Regions from separate parts of the Mus musculus genome. Here all the other regions are linked to region 1. The links are chromatin contacts, called in public ChIA-PET, Hi-C and HiChIP or PLAC-seq maps. All regions are on one chromosome and are shown on one strand. Each heading gives the region's core, a stretch centred on a gene start, on an enhancer-like site or on the middle of the called end of the contact. The rest is flanking DNA. Distances are from core to core; before and after follow the strand shown.

Region 1 (2,700 bases), core at 81-2,580:
ATAGCACCAACTGGTGTCCCTGTAGTGCAAAGTGGAATGGGTTCTTAAAATTCTGAGTAGTTTCTGCGGGTTGCCAGATGCACCCGGGGTCCTTCGCCCTGACTTTTACTCACCCCAGCCAATGAGAATCAAATGCACTGGGGTTGTACTCTCTAGACCTCCTCTTTTTAGAGCAGTGTTCATGCCTCTCCTCGTTCTCGATTTCTCGCTGGTCTAAGCAACGGAGCTTTTTGGGCGAGGGCGATGGAGTGGGGGACCCAGACCGTTCGGAGGGGGAGGTGCTGGAATAAGACGGGTGCGATTTAATCTTAACCCTCGACTTCTCCCCGGAGTTCACAGAGTAGGCAACGAAGCCTAAAGTATTAGAAGGGGACTCTGAGGACCGAGAATCTCCATCTTCTACGTCTTCAATGGTTGGTTTCTTTGAGTATTTGCGGCTGGGGGAGGATCCCCGCTTCCCGCCCCCGGAGGAGTTGGGGCAATCCACTTTGAAAGCAGCCTTCCCACTAAAATGTCCGGAAAGTCGGTGCCGCGACCCTCGGGCCCGCGTAGATCTCAAGGCCTCTCCCAGGGGGCCATACCCCGGCGAGGGTAGAGGCCGGGTGGCGAGAGTGGGGCGACCGCGGGAGGCACAGCGCGCCGCTGCTGCCTCCGCTTGGCGCGGCCTCTCCACTGCGGAGCCCGCCGGCCACTCCGGGGCTCCGGCTCTCCATTGTTCGGTCATATGGTAAAGGCCTAGGACACGGCGTTGGGAGCTGGGGAGTGGTGCCATCAACGCTTAGGACCACCATCCTCAACCAGACCACCCACAGCGTGACGACGCCCCCCAAATGCGCCGCCAGGAAGAGAGGATCAAGGCGCCTGCGCCCACCTAAGGCAAGAACCCTCTCCCGCTGGGACCACCGGAAAGCCCCCATCTCAGCGTGAACCCCAGCCAACGGCGCCTGCCTCCCGGGGCGGCGCCTCCGGCCGCAAGTATAGAACAGATCAAAACAACCCGCAACCCCGCCCTTCCCGGAGCTTGGCTCACAGCGCGTCCTAGGAACACCAAGCAGAGCCGGCCCGGGCCGCACGCTGCAAACACGCGGGAGGCACGAGCGCTGCATCCCGCTCCGTACAGCAGCTGACTGGAGCTGGGAAGTAGAGTGCGACCCCACAGCCCGGGCGGCCGTACATTCCTGGACCCTCCGTGCGCTTACCAGAGCGGTGGCCGGCCGGATGATGGATGGGTGAACAGGTCAGGAGAGCGAGGCGGAGAGGAGATGGGTGAGCGTGCTGTTCAGACACTCTGCTCTACTCCCATTCTCCGCTCTGCAGGGTCGCTGGCTGCTCGGTACTTTTTATTGACAGCTTGTGCCCGCCCCCAGTCGCCTTGATTGGCTGACCTAGGCCAGGAAACCCGCGCCCATCAGCTGCTGCGCGCCGGGGCCCTGAGGCCATTGGCCGAGGAACTGTGCGGGAGCCTCAGGGTGGGGCGAGCGAGACCCAGAAGAAAGAAAGAGAAAGGGGAGTGGGGGAGGGGAGGCAGCGGCGGCTGGAGGAGGGCCAGGGCCGAAGGTGCAGGATGCATTTGCAGCTTGCGTTCTTAAGCGACCTCTGGACCCTCGGACCCAGGCTGAGGCTTCCTCAGAGTCATTTGGCCTCGGCTCTTTGCTTCCTTAACGGTACAGAGGTTTTCGAGGAGATCTGTCACTGAAAATCCAGAACCCCAGAAGAGAATTTTACCCTTTGTTTGTTGAGCGAGCCTGGGGACGGGTTGGGCTGGGGAGAGGCAGGGAGCCCTGATCAGGCGCGGGGAGAGAGAGAGAGAAACACGATTCCCAGAACCTGGAGGACCCTATCTTCCTGGTTTCCTGAGTGGATTTGGGGGAAGTGGTCAGACTGTGATTTCACGGTTTAAACACAAGTGTGATGTTTCTATAAAGAGGATTCTGGACGTCCATAGTCTATTTGATGTTGCCTTGTGTGTGTGTGTTCCCGTCTCTCAGCCTTTCCTTGGATCTGCAAAATAAAGCAGATGGAAGGACTTTCAGAGCAGTTGACCGGGAAAGCAGGGTGGCAACATGCCTTTAATCCTAGCACTCAGGAGGGAAAGCGGGGGTGGCACACGCCTTTAATCCTAGCACTCAGGAGGCAGAGGCGGGTGGGTCTCCTGAGTTCGAGGCCAGTCTTCTCTACAGAGGGAATTCCAGGACAACCAGGGTTTCACAGAGAAAACAAACAAAAAAGCAAGAGGGGTGGGGGGAACCCCTGGCTTTGCTTCCCAAGTTGTTTTTAACTGTGTGTGTGTGTTGGGGGAGAGGGAATGAGAGTTTTCTCTTTCCTTTCTTAACCCTGCAGTGATGGCTGAGATAGTGTGTGAATACTGTAGTGAGACAAGCTGAAAATGTGCACAGAATTTACCTGTAAAAAAATAGACGTGGCCCATATATTGTTATTAATGCTATGCTCTGAGCAGTCTCTTTCTAGTACATGAAATCCACCTCATGGCTGGGCTTTATCTTTCAGGACTTCTGGCATTCGAGATGAAGTTTTCTCTCTAGATGCCAGAAACCCACGCTCTCAGTGCCTTTGGAAGAGGAAGGGATGAAGTTTGTGCTTCTGCTTCTGTGTATGCACCACAAATATGAAAAAGAAAGGTTGCCTGTGACCCCACACACATAGCTCGGCCTGTTAGGTCAACCTCTGTCAATTTCCCCT
Region 2 (2,700 bases), core at 120-2,619, 810 kb before region 1:
TAATGTCCCTTCTAATCACTGGAAGAGATTGCATCAGAGCCATCAGCTTCATAAATCCTCCTCTGGGGACTGCTGTTTGGAAGAGCTCTCCATATTCCCAGGAGGTCCTGGGCCAAATGTCTTTGCTTTCTTCCCGGAGGCCCATTACCATAATTTTCTTTTAAAATCTTTACTGGGGTAGATGTCTTTGGTGTTAGATCATAGCTGCAGCCAGCCAGCCCCCTCCTGGAGACTGTGACCACAGACAGATGCTCTCCCCAAAGTCTCAAGCAGTAGCAGACACTTAAGAATTGATTTAGTAGGGTAATAAAAGTGACCTGCGATCTGTTTAGGGCCTTGTGTTCACCTGTTGTTTTGGGTGCTGGTCCTTTTGTCTTTCTAGTTTCTTCTATGGAAGTGGATGGTGGTGGCCTTCCCTTTGAGCACCGTACTGGGGCAACTTTTGCAATGAAAGCCCTGACTCCTGTTTCTCATTTCCAAGTTTCATTCTCTCCTCCGCTGTCTATGTCCAACACAAGATCCTGATGTTTTTTCCAGTCATATAGCCCTTGAAGGGCTGTGTCTTACTATTTATTACTTGACAGTGTCTCTTTGGAACAGAGCTTCTGACAGAGTCACACAATAGACAGACTCTTTCCCAGCTACTGCCCTTGAGTTAATAATCACATATTACATTTATGTGCAGCTGAGGAGTGGTAACATATGCAATGGCATCAAAGTCGTTGTCTGACTACATCTCTTCAAATCGCATATCCCTAAACAAGAAGTCTGAAGCGGGAAGAGGATTCAGACCTTCTTGCAGGCAGTTAGTTGTCCTGGGTCTGAGGCTAGAGATAGATAGGGATGGCTAATGGAGGTTGAGATCTATCTCCTGGGAGCCAGTGAGCACTTGGTGAGAGTCTCCCGAGTTCTGACAACTGCCAGAGTGGTCACATTCTTGTTCCTACATAAGTGTCTTCTCCATTAGGCCTGGAACTCAAAGAGAACATCGTGTTCTGTCAACCTGCCTGTCCCTGGTGGCCCTCAGATCATATTCATTTGCTTTATGCACGGTGATAAAGGCTCTGGGAAGGGACAGCTGAGAGCAGAGGGGTCTCAGAACACCCCACAGATAGGGCTGTATATTTCTGTAAGACCCCCCCCCCCCACTTCCATTTGCTTCCTGCAGCCTAAGTCTTCCCCAGGCCTGTGCCTGCAGTTGTGAAGGCGAGAGGCTGGCTCAGATGAGAGCAGTTCTGCTTACAAGGCAATGCAAGGCGCGCAACCCTATCCTAGGGCTCTGTTGGCAATCAGAGCCAGCACCATAGCAGCATTAGGTCCACCCTCTGTCTTGCCCCAGCTTTCTCTGCTAAAGAAGGAACTAAACAAATGGCAGGTGTGCGGGCCGAGCCATGCTGCTCAAATTAGCTGTGTTGCTAAGGAAACGAGTCAACTGGTTGAAGGAAGGAGCATTGGGTAAAAGGGATAAATCAATAAGCGAACCTATTTTTATCATTTCCCTAATGATTGTCTTGAAGCAGTTAGACAGGGAAGGGGAAGGGAGAGCCGCAGACACTCTAGTCCTCATTAACGGCTTGGAGGGAGTGAGCAGTGAAGGGGTGTTTGGGAAGGTTGCCAGGAAAGTTTATGAAGTGAGGCCCCTAGTGAGCAGACAGTGAGAGAGAGGGGAAGCTAGCTCCTTTGCAGGCCTGAAGCTCTTTTTTGGTCATGTTCTTCTTTGACTCGGTCTAGGCCTTTGTTCGGCAGCATTTGATCTTCCCTGGATCTTGCACAGGCTTCCATAACCGTCTTCTTTATATTCAGGATTGTGGTGGATTTTGGCATTGGTTTGATTTTCTTTCTCCCTCGAATACATATAGCTTTAATTGATTTTATGATTATAAGTTAATACGTGCTCATTATAACAGTCAGGCAATGGATAAAGGAGTAAAGAGAAAAATGAAAATAACCCTATTACTCAGAGAAAACTCATTATCCTTCTAGCAAAGCCGGGCCCCACCCCCTTCCCTCTCTCTTAACATTAAAGAGAATGTCTGTGCATACTGGCTTTTTTTCGTTTTTGATAGATAATGTATGCCCACAGTATGCAGTACAAAAGTTCAGATGGGGATACTGTGTAGAGAGAATGTAGGATGTCTTTTTATAATGATAACCCAGACTCTGGTGTGCCTGTGCCATCTATGTATTGATTAGTCCCTTATTCATTAAATACCAATCATTAGATACACACTATTCCCAAGCAAAGGGTTGGCCACCAGGAGCAGGCAAAGCCTCTGCCCTCAGTTTCCCAGGCCTTTATGTTTCATTGGTCCCTTCAGACAACCACAGACCCAATGGATTCACAAGAGGCAGAGGCTTATGTAGCTTAAATGAAAAAGAGCTCTTTCCCAGTTCTTCCCAGGTAGGTCCTGGGTCCATGGAGGTGCTGAGTGGGTTTCTGAGCTTGCAGCATGCGTGCGTGTGTGTGTGTGTGTGTGTGTGTGTGTGTGTGTGTGTGCACGTGCTACATGGAAGAGTCAATAAATGTGTCACTCAACTCAGAGATACCAGCCCCTCCTCAACTTGTGATGGCCAATAAAACCTGGTTTTTGTTTGTTTGTGTTTGTTGTTGTTTTAATTAGGGCTCTTAACCACAGTCCCATGAGGGCCAATCCCAAGAGAGATGCTCTGAACAAAGGACTGCCTGGTGAAGCAAGTCTG
Region 3 (2,700 bases), core at 118-2,617, 720 kb before region 1:
TCAGAAAGAGATCTTTCCTCTAAGCTCTTCTCTCAGATCTGAAGGCCAGTGGCCTGCATCTGGTACTTTCCTGGAACTGCCATATTTACTCGTCATCTTTTAGGTATCTGTGTCCCCCTCCCTGTGTAAATGCTCTGCCTTCCAGCATCAGCACCTCACCCTAGGCATGGCTTAATGGTAAGCATCCACTGATGAGCACTGTAGACTCATCCAAGGCATACCTGTGCAGCCTGGCTCTGTGTTCAGACAGGTCAGCCCCACCAGGATGGAGATGCATCAGCACTCCACTGCTCTCTGTCCTCACACCAGCTCAGCTCCCTCCTGTGGCTGGTAAAAGGGAAAAAAATATCCAGAGAAAAGTAGGGGAAAGGTAATTTGTTTTAGTGTTTACAGAGGGCTTGTGTATAATTAGCAGTTCATTTCTGTAACACAGTTGGCCTCCTTGGCTCGGAACCTGGCTCTTAAATACTCTTAAAGGGATCTATACCTAGGAAGGAAAAAAGAGGGTGCCCTAGGCCTGGTAATGACATGTGATCAAAAGCAACCCTTCAGTTGAATATTTCTCGTTTCTCCCCTACCCTTCCTTACTCTCCCATTCTCTCCATGCACCCCCTTCCCTTCTCATTCCCTCCTCCTCCTCCCCTTCCCCTTCCCCTTCTCTTCTTCCTCTTCCATACTCTTCCTCTTGACTTGGACCATTTACCAGTTCCATTTTCACATATGCTCACATTGGCTTGGGATGCTGTGGACACGATTGCTGCTTGCTGCCTGCCTTCCTGTCATGAGCCCCATGAAGACCAGCCAAATATTCACTCTCTCTTTCTAAGTATCAAATAGATGAATACACAAATGTGCACCTGTCTTTTCATTATACTATGGGGGCAATATGCCTGCTGTTCTACCCTAGAGCAATTTTACGGCAATTATGTGAGATATACCATACAAATGTACTTACCAAAACGAATTCATCTATCAATATGTGAATGCTCTTTGCATGACTTTTTACTCATGTGCCAGGCACAAGCTGGTTTGCTGAGTGAGTAGATTTTTTTTTTCTTTTCTCTACCTTATTCAAGAAAGGCATTTCGTTAGATCAGGGGCAAACACAACAAACCCTCTTCCTATTTTCTGTTCCCCACTGTGTTGGCCAAGTCTCTGGTCCGTGTCTGAAGTGCTCTCTTGCCCTGGGCTTCTGCTGGGGAATACAGTTTGTTCCTCATATTATCCACGTATGGAAAACAACAACAACAGCAACAACAACAACCCACTTCTGGTGTAAAAATGGCTCCAGAATGCATGCTAGAGTCTTCACTAGTTCTTGCAACTTGCATGTGCTCTGAGTAGCTGGGGGCACAGTGACCCTGCAGCTGCTTCCGGTCTCCAGTGCTTTAGGACTCTTTCCTGTCAATAGCTGCTGAGGCAGATTTGGGTTCCCGTGCAGCAGTGTCCCTGGGGAGCTCTGTTGAGCCTGTGATGAGATCTTTACAAGCCTGACAGACTGAGAAAAGAGTGGCTACATAGATGTTCACAAAATTACATTTGTTCAACATGAAGTTGAATTAAAGAAATTCTTTTGACATTGAAATCATGTTTTGACATGATAAAAACCAAAAAAAAAAGAAAAAAAGAAAAACAAACAAACAAACAAAACAAAACAAAAAACCAATCTAACCTGTGGTCATCCCAGTTTCTTCCAATTTTTTAACAATTCTTTGATCTTTGAAAACTAAAAATAAATATTTTGCTAACACAAATTATGTTCCTATGGTAAATCAATATGATCTATTTATGTAATTATACCAATATAAATAATTAACTTGTAAATGAATATAGCTATTAGCTGCTTGATACCCACGGTTTCTTTTCTGTTCTAATGACACTGAAGGTTTTGTGTGTATGTGTGTGTGTGTGTGTGTGTGTGTGTTTTGAGGTCTAATAGTCACTTCTATGACTTGTCACCAAATGAGTATCTTAGGGAACTGATATGGCTGAGCTGACTGGTGAATTCATTAAGGAATGTGGTAATGTTAGGCATTGAGCTACACTGAGCACATCCATGTTGGCTCCCAGGTTTTATTTCTTTACCATTTCTGTCTCCTTTGATGACTTTAGGCAAGCCATTTGACCTGTAATAGTCATTTTCCTCTACTGTGAGTTTGACTATAGATTCAGTACTTAGTTCTCAAAGTGGCTTTCAGTAACTAGATAAAAATATGGAGGAGCTCTTTGTGAACCAGATAATGCTCCATGGATGTAAGCTGTCATGAAAATAACATAAGATTATAAGCATACGTGTTAATCTCTATTATTGAGATTTATAAAGAAGATGTTCCACACATTATCTTCTAACATGTTTTGACAGATATGGTCAGAGAGGTCCCTTGGAAATAAAGGTAAAATGTATACCCAGAATATTATTAGTATCATTCTCCTTTCTTTGTGTACAAAACCTTAAAATATCATGACCTTTTTTGATCATTTCATTGATAATATAAAACAAAGCCGCAATAGAATAGTTTTATAAAAAACACGTTTCTCAGTGATTAGAGACAAAAGTAAGTGTAGTAGCTTGGGTTCCTTCCCATGGGACTCCATGTACATCTGAATGATCTTGGTATGTACCCCACATGCCTTTGAGGGTATCTCTTCTATCATCAGAGCTATCATCAGCTTCCTTAACAATATGGAAGCAAAGGCAGA
Region 4 (2,700 bases), core at 82-2,581, 890 kb before region 1:
GGTACCTATGACCTGTTGGGTATTGTGGCACCTATGACCTGTTGGGGACTGTGGTACCTATGACCAGTTAGGGACTATGGTACCTATGACCTGTTGGGTACTATGGCCAGAGATGTTGAAGCCACTTCCTTTTTCACACCAACACCTGGCTCTTGCCAGTCCCCCTTGGCTCTCCTTTTAAAAATGTATCTGCTCACCTTTATCTGCTCTGCCATGAGCTCCTGGCTCCAAGACACATTTTATTTCTGTTCAAGGACAGGTATATGTGTTTGTGTGTATATGTGTGTTTTTATGTGTGCATGTGTATGTTTGTGTGTATATATGTGTGTTTATATGTGTATGTGTGTGTTTGTGTGTCTCTGTGTATGTATGTGTATGTACTTGTGTATGTGTATACATATGTACGTGTTTGTGTGTGTATGTGTATATGCATAACCTCCGCTGTTGTAAATTTAATATTAAATGTATCACAATTACAACTTTTTCATCAGTGAAATAATAAGGTTGCTGATAACAAAATAAATAAGTAAATAAGTAAATAAAGGGACGCTCGTGGTTGTTACTAGGTACCTGGCACTCTTCTTCTGAATGTGAGTTTATTTACTCTTGTGTCAGTTGGACAAACCTGTCCTTGCTATTCTGTCATCTTGTGCCATTGTGATAAAACCCCTGAGAGACATCACCTTACAGGATGAAGCTCAGGTTTTTAATTTACCTTAGGTTTCAGAGGTTTTAGTCTGTGGTCTCTAGGTCTAGTTGCTTCTAGGCCTGCTGTGGGCCTACACATCCTGGTGGAGGCTCATGGCAGAGTCAATCACTCCCTGGTGGTCAAGAAGCAAAGAGAAAAAGCTCATGTTTGTGACATAGGCCCCTCTCCACAAAACAATTACACTAGGAATCTAGGAATGGACTGATTCATTGTGAGATCAGAGCTGTCAAGATCCAGTGTCCACCTAAAGCCGTGCCTCTGAACACTGCTACACTTGGGACCAAGCCCTCAATGTGAGAACCTTTGGGGGTGGGGCACAGAAAGTCATAAGAACTGTTATTTCTGCTTTTACAGTTGGGGCACAAAGCATGCAAGTACTTTGTTCAAAGGGCCTTGGCCCGGTCACCTCTTAGCCAGCCTTCCTATTCCCATTCCTAGTTGCTAGAACTTTTTCCCTCTGAGATAGCTAAGCATCCCCTACCCTCTCTCTTTAGATTTAAAAAAGGAGTTGGGAAGACAGGCATGGAGTTTCTGTGAGAGTCTGCAGCCATGTGTTAGAGCAGCCCTCAGCTCAGAACCCTATGGTGACTTCCTGTCTCATATACAACAGTCCTTTCTGTGACTTGTGGGGACCTGCATAATCTCTTTCCTGCTTGCAACCCTTGCTCTCTGTCTTCCCCAGAGGAGACATGGCTCTAACCCTCTGTCCCAGTCACCCCGCCCTCTGCGATAGCTACTTCCGGTCCTTGATATTCCTCCAAGGTGGCAGATCCCTCTCACCTTTGCCCCAGTGGCCCTTTCATGGATAGTGCCCTCTTCCCCGTACCTTCACCTTCCCTCACTGGTTGGAGGGACTGACAGACAGCTCTCTCTCTACGAAACAGTATCCGCTCCATCATCACTGACGCCTATGCGGCTGTATTTGTCATTTTTAGCTCTTGCTTCCTCAACACGCAGACGTGTATACATTTTGTGCTGGATGGAGTGTAAGCAGAGACTTTGTCTTAGCTCTAGGTTTGAGAACAGTGTCTGCTGTATGGCTGAGCAGGAGCCAGCCATGCGGTGTGATTGTGTGGGTTGTCGACTCCATCTGAACAATCAGCTGAGGAAACGAGGAGTCTTCTTGCTTGCCCTCTTCAGGGCTTCTAGAACCCCGCGTCTCCTGCCTTCTGTTCTGTACACAGCATCCCGCAGGTTTTTTCGCAGGCAGGGATTTACTGCAGGAAGTCAGCTCCTCTGCCAGTTTCCGGCCCCTCCCTCAGCTTTGCTTCTCCTGGGGCCTTCTCCATCATCATCCAAACAGCTGACAGCCCACCCACCACACACCTGCATACACACAGACAGACAGGCAGGCAGGCAGGCACGCGCGCACACACACACACACACACACACACACACACACACACACACACACAGAGAGAGCATTACAAATTCCTCCTCCTTGGCACCAAGTCAGGACTCTGGTGATGCAGGAAGCAGACTAGAAACCAACCTGGGAGTTTCCCTCTGGTGTTATTGCCTACAGTGGGGTGAGCCAAATGCTGGTAAGGGAAGGGCCGAGTGAGGAGGAGGATTCTCCGAGTGCCAGGCTGTTTCCTCCAAAGGCTCTCCAGGCATGTTCGAAAGACAGGAGCTTCATCTGCTTCCTCAGGAAATGGGTTACGAATGCCATTTCCTGGAAGAACCTGTTAAGCGATTTCCTCAAGCTTGCTGTGTGGGTTAGCAAGAGCTTGGGTTAAGACTTCTTATAGCGTAAGGTTTGTAATTTTACCAAGTAGCACAAGAGCGGGTCTTTACTAGTGAAATTCTTTAATATAATTCCCTCCAGCTTACACAATGTCTTCACATATACCATTCATGTGATCTTCACAATGAACCTATAGAATAGCTGTTATGATTCCTAATTTACTGCAGAGAAAAATGAGCCCCAAAGCAAGAGATAGTGCCAGGTCAGGAGCCCACCTTAACAATGACTGCTGATTGAGCCCTGC

The links. A called contact is a pair of places that touch in the nucleus more often than the background predicts. ChIA-PET counts read pairs in DNA pulled down with a chosen protein or histone mark. HiChIP or PLAC-seq counts read pairs in DNA pulled down with a chosen protein or histone mark.
Region 2: an H3K4me3 HiChIP or PLAC-seq map of forebrain shows a contact between it and region 1, with 7 times the contacts expected there. The contact joins the enhancer-like site here to the promoter of Glul in region 1. A contact is called at or near these places in 11 of 39 promoter capture datasets (the 3T3-L1 cell line, HPC-7-derived erythroid cells, cranial neural crest and 8 more) and 5 of 115 datasets of contacts at active chromatin or transcription factors (embryonic basal ganglia, embryonic forebrain, forebrain and 2 more).
Region 3: a Hi-C map of pro-B cells shows a contact between it and region 1, with 2.5 times the contacts expected there. The contact joins the enhancer-like site here to the promoter of Glul in region 1. A contact is called at or near these places in 7 of 39 promoter capture datasets (the 3T3-L1 cell line, hippocampal neurons, liver and 3 more), 1 of 484 Hi-C or Micro-C datasets (pro-B cells), 2 of 115 datasets of contacts at active chromatin or transcription factors (large pre-B cells and pro-B cells) and 1 of 9 other capture datasets (pancreatic islet).
Region 4: a contact with region 1 is called in an RNA polymerase II ChIA-PET map of memory CD8 T cells, with 14 read pairs. The contact joins the enhancer-like site here to the promoter of Glul in region 1. A contact is called at or near these places in 16 of 39 promoter capture datasets (the 3T3-L1 cell line, 3T3-L1-derived adipocytes, the C10 cell line and 10 more), 12 of 484 Hi-C or Micro-C datasets (B cells, the Ba/F3 cell line, CD4 T cells and 9 more) and 7 of 115 datasets of contacts at active chromatin or transcription factors (the 230-238 cell line, astrocytes, differentiating embryonic stem cells and 4 more).

Annotation. Positions count from the first base shown.
Region 1 is chr1:153,898,559-153,901,258 of GRCm38.p6, reverse strand. It overlaps Glul (glutamate-ammonia ligase (glutamine synthetase)), which reads right to left and starts at 1,330. Exons shown (of 7, transcript NM_008131.4): 1 at 1,200-1,330. Gm38440 (a long non-coding RNA gene) reads left to right here and starts at 1,483. Exons shown (of 2, transcript XR_387481.3): 1 at 1,483-1,664; 2 at 2,509-2,700. Mir8114 (microRNA 8114) reads right to left here and starts at 1,333; the gene lies at 1,223-1,333.
Region 2 is chr1:154,703,615-154,706,314 of GRCm38.p6, reverse strand. All of the region lies in intron 1 of Cacna1e (calcium channel, voltage-dependent, R type, alpha 1E subunit), which reads left to right. Among named protein-coding and RNA genes, the nearest start is that of Cacna1e, 21 kb to the left of the region's middle. Within about 2 kb of position 1,369, at least 38 of the 459 cell types and tissues checked have an H3K27ac peak or open chromatin away from gene starts, as enhancers often do. A contact at or near this core is called in forebrain and hippocampal neurons, where this site is marked.
Region 3 is chr1:154,616,613-154,619,312 of GRCm38.p6, reverse strand. The region is part of intron 6 of Cacna1e (calcium channel, voltage-dependent, R type, alpha 1E subunit); the gene reads left to right. Among named protein-coding and RNA genes, the nearest start is that of Cacna1e, 110 kb to the left of the region's middle. Within about 2 kb of position 1,367, at least 20 of the 459 cell types and tissues checked have an H3K27ac peak or open chromatin away from gene starts, as enhancers often do. A contact at or near this core is called in pro-B cells, where this site is marked.
Region 4 is chr1:154,791,167-154,793,866 of GRCm38.p6, reverse strand. It overlaps Gm51649 (a long non-coding RNA gene), which reads right to left. Exons shown (of 4, transcript XR_003948055.1): 4 at 2,508-2,700. It also overlaps a transcript of Cacna1e not described here. Among named protein-coding and RNA genes, the nearest start is that of Gm51649, 5.5 kb to the right of the region's middle. Within about 2 kb of position 1,331, at least 26 of the 459 cell types and tissues checked have an H3K27ac peak or open chromatin away from gene starts, as enhancers often do. A contact at or near this core is called in B cells, cerebral cortex, cortical neurons and 3 more, where this site is marked.